Regions from separate parts of the Danio rerio genome. Here region 2 is linked to region 1. Evidence: chromatin contacts called from public Micro-C data. All regions are on one chromosome and are shown on one strand. The core of a region is the stretch at or near the end of the contact, and the rest is flanking DNA. Distances in the headings are between cores, read along the strand shown. Region 1 has its middle 50 kb from the start of si:ch211-195b13.1. Region 2 holds the start of si:ch211-195b13.1.

Region 1 (3,260 bases), core at 232-2,731:
TTTATTAAGAAATGTCCCTTTACTGTAGGCCTACATGATATGGACCTATTGATTAGAACATTTCTGCAATGGTTTGAATGTGTCCAAATGTAAAAGTAGACTTTAAAAAAAACTATATTCTACTTAATAATAATAACAATAATAATAATGATAAAATATTTATAATAATAATTATTATTATTAAGTAGGATTTTTTTCTTTTTCTTAATAATTGGCCTACTGTAAATTAAATCCATTAGCATAACAGTTTATGTGATTTATATATAATATTTGACTGTTAGCTTAGTGGTTGAGATAGAATATGATACAATAGAATACAATAGAATATGGCATGTTCACAATAATGTTTGTAAAAGAAACACAGGCCCTACATGTACCGTTTACATATATTTCAATTAATACTGGAAAACAAGAGCATGTTTTTACCAAAAATAATGTTGTATTTTTTTAAATGTGTGTCCATGTAAACCAATATTATTTGCACAAAAATATGGGTTTTTTCTCCAAAGAAGTTATGGACATCACTATAGAAGTTTTGCGTTATATTGTATAACATGGCTTAAAGGATGGATCTATTACAAAGCAGCTACGGTTTTTGGAAACACTCGTCACTACATTGTTCTTTTGCCAAACGATGCATTGTACTATGACAGTCAGCCACGATGTCATTGTTTGAAATCGCCCCTGATCAAAACTGAAGTCAGCTGAGTTTTGCCAAACTTTACCATACCACTCAGTGTAAAAGCAACTTTAGTAACTGCACTGGTTATAGCAACCATGAAAGCTCTATCATCTGCACCTCAGCATTTACCTCAGCTACTATACAGAATTACAGAAATAAAGGCGACGCTAGCAACTATGGCAAACACATAACAATGTCTTTATTAGCAACATCAGCAACACTTTAGTAACTAACAAGCAAACATCCGTGAAAATTATAGTAAACTTGATCCTCACACTCTCAGAAATAAATGTTCAAGAACTGTCACTGGGGTGGTACCTTTTTAAAAGCTACATATTTGTACCTAAAAGGGTACATTATCACATCAAGGGTATATATTAGTACCTAAAAAGTACAAAAGTGTACCTTTTAAAATGTTAAGGTACAAATATAATCTTTTGAGGTACCATTATGGACCCTTTAAGTATAAGTGTGTACCTTTTGAAAAGGAACCGCCCCAGTGACAGCTCTTGTACCTTTATTTCCAAGAGTGCAGGGGTATGTTTGTTAAATATTTTAAACAACAGACAAAAAAACAGTCACGTCATGGACTATGCTTTCTAGTTCAAGCCACACTGCATAATTTCTCAGTATGCTTGTCGGTCCTACAGTAGGTTTTCATATTCATCACACTATCCAATAACATTGTTATCATTTTCTGTGCCTGCCAAGAGTGTGAGGAGGAGTGTGTTTCCAACAACAGACAAAAAAACTGTCACGTCACGGATCATGCTTTCTAGTCCAAGCAACACTGCATTTTCTGTGCCTGCCAAGAGTGTGAGGAGGAGTGAGGAATGTGACTAATACTTTGCCAGGCCTGCAGGCTTCTATAGTAAAACAGGCTGTTTAGCTACCCTGCTTTTGGTATTTCAAATGTTCACTTTAAAATTAGTGTTTTATTTATTTATTTAAAGCTCCTCATCTAAACAGGCATTTGTATTGCATTTAAGAATAATGGTCAACATCCCCAGTATTTACCCAAAACGCATGATACGTGATCATTCATGATCACTAGACATGAGCATATTTTGCCGGAATCCTTAAAGTCTACCGCTTGTGCAATATGGATAGCTATGCCTCCACTGGTTCTAAGACCCAATCCCAGTTCTATTTTGTATCCCAACACCCTCCCCTTGGCCCTTGAAGCAGAGTGTAAAGGGAAAGGCTTAAAAATTTTCCCTAAGTAAAATGCTCCGTATGAGATTGATGATCGCGCCTTTTGCAGTTGTGTTATTTTTTGGTATTTATCTTTTGGTATTAAATCACTGAAGGCATATATTGTACTATTATACCGATCTAATGTGACAGTAAGATCATAACTGTACTGTGTATTTACACAGTGGCCATATACATCTATGTAAACACACCAGTAAACAACATTAACATTATAGCAGACACTGTAAAAAGGTCATACACAAACACTGTTATGAATGTATTAAAACATATGCTTGTTTGTTGTAAAAATTCGTAATAATGACAAAAAAATACTAATTTGTGTATCCCCTTGCTTTCGTATGCAGCAAGGCTGCTGTTGTAATTGGTGTATTCTGGGAAATTTTCATACCCCTTGGTTTCAAGTGAAAAATCTCTGTTTCAATGGGTATCTAGCCCTTCCCCATAGCCCTACCACTTAAAGCTAAAGGGAATTGGGATGCCCATGCCCCTTCGCGTGAACGTGCAAAAGTAGAGTAGGGCTATGGGGTAGAATTGGGATTGGGCCTAAACCCTCCTTTTTTGTATGGATGCCAGGTATTTATGTAAAAAAAAGTATGCATTTTAAAACCATAACATTTTAATGTAAACAACACCTATGCTGACAGAGAGAGAATGGATGGCAAACAGAAGCTACCATACGGTAATACTTTATAAAAACACACTGTGAATCGTTTAATAAGCATTAGCAAATAGTGAATTTATTACTTGTTAAACATGAACAAATGTTTATGAACAGACATTAACAGATGTTAGTAAGCAGTTTATACCTGCATGTACAAATGCTGTATGTTTACCTTTTAAGCACATATTGTCACAATCACAAGCAATCTAATCCTTGTAGATCACTGGTAAATACGCAGATCGCTGAGGGACTACAAATCCACCATTTTATGGACTACAGATCCAGTCATGCACCGCTCAAACGCACCTGTTTCGGGAGTCGCTCATAAACTGATTACATGGACTTAATAAACTGCACACAAACACACACTTCAGGTCTGAGTCTTGTTCTGTTATTGTGAACATTATGACGCATTTTCATTGCCTTGCCTTGTTAAACCCTTGCTTTGTTGTTTTGTTTATTTACGTTGTCTACCTTACCTTTTGACCATCTGCCTGTTGTATGACCACGACTCTGAATTTGCCTCTGTTTGCTTCTGTGTTGACTGTTGCTTACCTGACCGTTCCATGTTTAATCAACCTGCATTTGGATTTGCAGTTCCTTTGTCTAGCGTAAATCACATTAAACATATGTAATGTCCTTAATGATTGCATTTTCATCCTTTGTTAATTATTATTTTTCATGACTAAATGAAGTATTGTA
Region 2 (3,260 bases), core at 522-3,021, 50 kb after region 1:
TGTACATGCCCTAGATTGCTTTTGAGAGGACATAGAATGTTTAATCAGAGCTGTTGTTTTGGCATGTCTCCCAGTTTATATTCTTGCTTGTTTTTGAAACATCATAATCCTGCGTTATTTGCAGGAACAACTCCACCTCACACTGTTGGTCCTTTTAAAAAATAAAAATAAAAAAACATTAAAAGAAAAAATGGAAATGTCTGCTGTAAATTGATTCAAAGGATCTTACATCTTCATGAATAAATGCTAAGAAAGGGTTTTTCAGGTCGGAAAGCCAACTTTAGAAAAGAAACTGAAATCGCTTAGGATGTTTCATGTTTTTTGGCATTTTCAAATGTATCCAGATTCGTGTACAAGCCTAAGTGTCATTTTAGTAAGCTTATGGTTTTGACTGTCATGAATGAATGAATGAATTAATTAATTAATTAATTAAATAAATAGACATCATCAATGTTAAGTAAACAGTATTTTACTCATCATAGAATAAGTAAAAAATAATTAAATGTATAAAACATATAAATAAATCTGATATATATATATAAATATAGAAATGCATAACTGCTAAGCTAAAATGAAAAAAAAAATGATCTGATTATGACTGGAAAGTAATCCCTCATACAGTAGAAACTGATAAGCACCACTATCCGGTATTCCACTGAACTAGATGACCTTACACTTAACAACTTCCACATCATTTCTGTCATTTGAAACCTGCAGCTCCAGCTGATTTACGTCTTAACTCTTCCACGATTCCTCTTAACTCTGATCTGTTTGGTTAGAGACTGTACAAAGCATGTAAATCTTAATGTCATGCCCACAGATTCTGCTTGTGCACTTTGGGAAGACTCCTCATCTACAGAAATAACTAGTGATAAATGGTGGCATTGGCAGGGCTATTTTAAAACTATTAACCTCTATGTGTAAAAAGAAAGAATAACAGATTAATTATGCATGTGTGGACCAGATTTACAGATAGATCGGGTTATGCATTCTAGAAGAAATATGAAATAGTACTGCAAAAGTGAAAATGCAAGTGATGATGACTGGTTTTTATATTCTGTATTGTGTGAGTGCGTGTGCACAATGGCCCCTCTCATCGCAGTTCTTCCAACATACCAATTCTATAACTGAGAAAGAGGCAATGCTGCATTATGACACACTTATATAATTTACAGGGTCAGTGGACCACATCTGGAGAACAGGCTGAAATAAATGATGTGGCTCAGAGTACATTTACGTAAATGTCACTGCCTTCCACAAACCCTTGACCTGGTCAGATTTATTCACAGAAGAGAATCTAGCAAAACAGATTTACCAGATTACCAATCTTGCCCAGATTAATAACATGCGTCATCGTCATCTGCATGCTGCTGATTTATTTATTTTTTTGCACATCTGTTCAACCATTCCATCAGCAGGAACATTAATCTCGCGTGCACAGTCATTTTCCCAAACACATTTCTCATTTTTCACCATTTCACGCGTTCCTCATCATTACTGATTGGGATTACGAGTTAATCTGTTTCGCTATGATGAGATTATGAGCCAGCTGTGTAGTAATTTTCCATTGATAGAAAGCGGCCGAGCGTTTAATCTAACCTGACTTGAATGGACGCGCTTCCGTTGCATCGCCCTCTATCGGCCGAAGCGTAGGATCTCGGGATTCCGTGACATCACATTTGGCAAGTCTCCTCAGTTACTCAAGTGATGTCAGAGCCTCGCCTCCACAACCACGTGTTCCGTATAAAAGTACCAGTCCAGCGCTGGAGGTGGAAGACAGTAGCGCTGACCACCCGACAGCCTGGCATCTCAGTCCAGTAGTGCGCTTCAACAAGCGGTTTAGAACGGGAGATCAGCGCGCTCTGAAGGAATACACTCCTCCTGTGGATTTATACTTCTTAAATAAGTGATGGCAGTTACTCAGGCTGGATGTGATTTGACATACTGCAAGATGAGAGGAATCGTGTCTGTTCTTGCCGGTATGTCTCTACAGATTGCGATTATTTGGTTATGCGTTTGGGAAAAGAATGCAATATTTTAGAAATGTAACGAGAGAAATGTCTATAAAGGAGTGGTTGTTTTTTTTTTTTTTTTTTTTTTTTTTTTGAGTGTGTATAAATTTTTAGTCTTTTTTGTGCATTTTATTGTATTATTATGATGATGACGATTATGATGATTAAATTTAAAAGATATTATTCTATGATTAGCCTATTTAGCTAGTCGAATTTTAATAATAACAATAATAATGTGTTTTATTAATTATAAATATTACTTTTTTATTTGGTTTGTTTGATTTTAGTGTAATGTTTCAATAACTGGTCGGTGAGAGAGATTGAAATGATCAATTGTCGTTTTTGATATACAGCGGTTCTTTGTAGAGCCATAATGAGCACTGCGGTCTGTTGTGTAACACTGACACTGTTCTTTACATCAACCAACCTTCACGCGCACGCTAAATCACAACATGTATTAAAAACACGATTTCCGGCAAAGACGCAACGTTCAAATGTTTATTTTGTCGATAACCTTCAGGGTTTTGAAGGGTTTCCCCTCTCATATGGTAGATGTATTCAGTTCAAACGCAAGGTGTTAGTGACGTCAGCTGTGGATTTCCTTCTGACGTAAATGTTTTTTTTTCTTTCCATTTTAGCTTTTATTAAAGAAAGGAAGATGGGCTTGAACGACTTCATCCAAAGGCTTGTCTCCAACCCTCCCATCTGTCAACAGTAAGTATATAATATTTCATAATACACACATGGTGAAATGCAATTGTGTGATCTGAAAAATTCTCATTAGAGTTTCATTAGAATTAGAGTAAATTACATGCATTAAGAAAGCAGTTTAGTTCATTTCAAGCATTCATTCACCAAGGCAGCAGTGTGGCCTGTTGTTTATTTATATACACCTTCATTGAGGTGACTGTACTAGAGGATGTAATCCCATCATCTGAGTTTGGCTGTACATTCCGATGGCTAATTGTATAGGTTAATCTGTACCGGCAAGATAAAGCCAAGCACCAGAATAGTGCTCCACGAAAAGCAGCTGTTTGGGCCGCCTCTTGGCTGCAGTAAGCACCTTTGAGAAAATCCTTAATGTCCCCTAGACTAGGATAAGGGACTAATTCAATTAAGCTTGGCCCATTAGAGTCATTCAGGTCGGACTAATGGAAAAATTCTCACAGCGTCACCCTCCATATGCTCCACTTGTGTTGGAAGATTCTAGTGTTTTTCTGAATGAATTGACAGTATGAAGTGTTTCAT

What was found. Hi-C and Micro-C count contacts between places; a contact is called where the count stands out from the background.
Region 2: a contact with region 1 is called in a Micro-C map of caudal fin, with 2.9 times the contacts expected there. The contact joins the promoter of si:ch211-195b13.1 here to the enhancer-like site in region 1. A contact is called at or near these places in 2 of 18 Hi-C or Micro-C datasets (caudal fin and an unstated tissue).

What each region holds. Positions count from the first base shown.
Region 1 is chr19:27,242,345-27,245,604 of GRCz12tu, forward strand. No RefSeq gene overlaps it. Among named protein-coding and RNA genes, the nearest start is that of si:ch211-195b13.1, 50 kb to the right of the region's middle. Within about 2 kb of position 1,482, at least 10 of the 62 cell types and tissues checked have an H3K27ac peak or open chromatin away from gene starts, as enhancers often do. A contact at or near this core is called in caudal fin, where this site is marked.
Region 2 is chr19:27,292,062-27,295,321 of GRCz12tu, forward strand. It overlaps si:ch211-195b13.1, which reads left to right and starts at 1,772. Exons shown (of 12, transcript NM_001077302.2): 1 at 1,772-1,979; 2 at 2,651-2,726. The coding sequence starts at 1,910.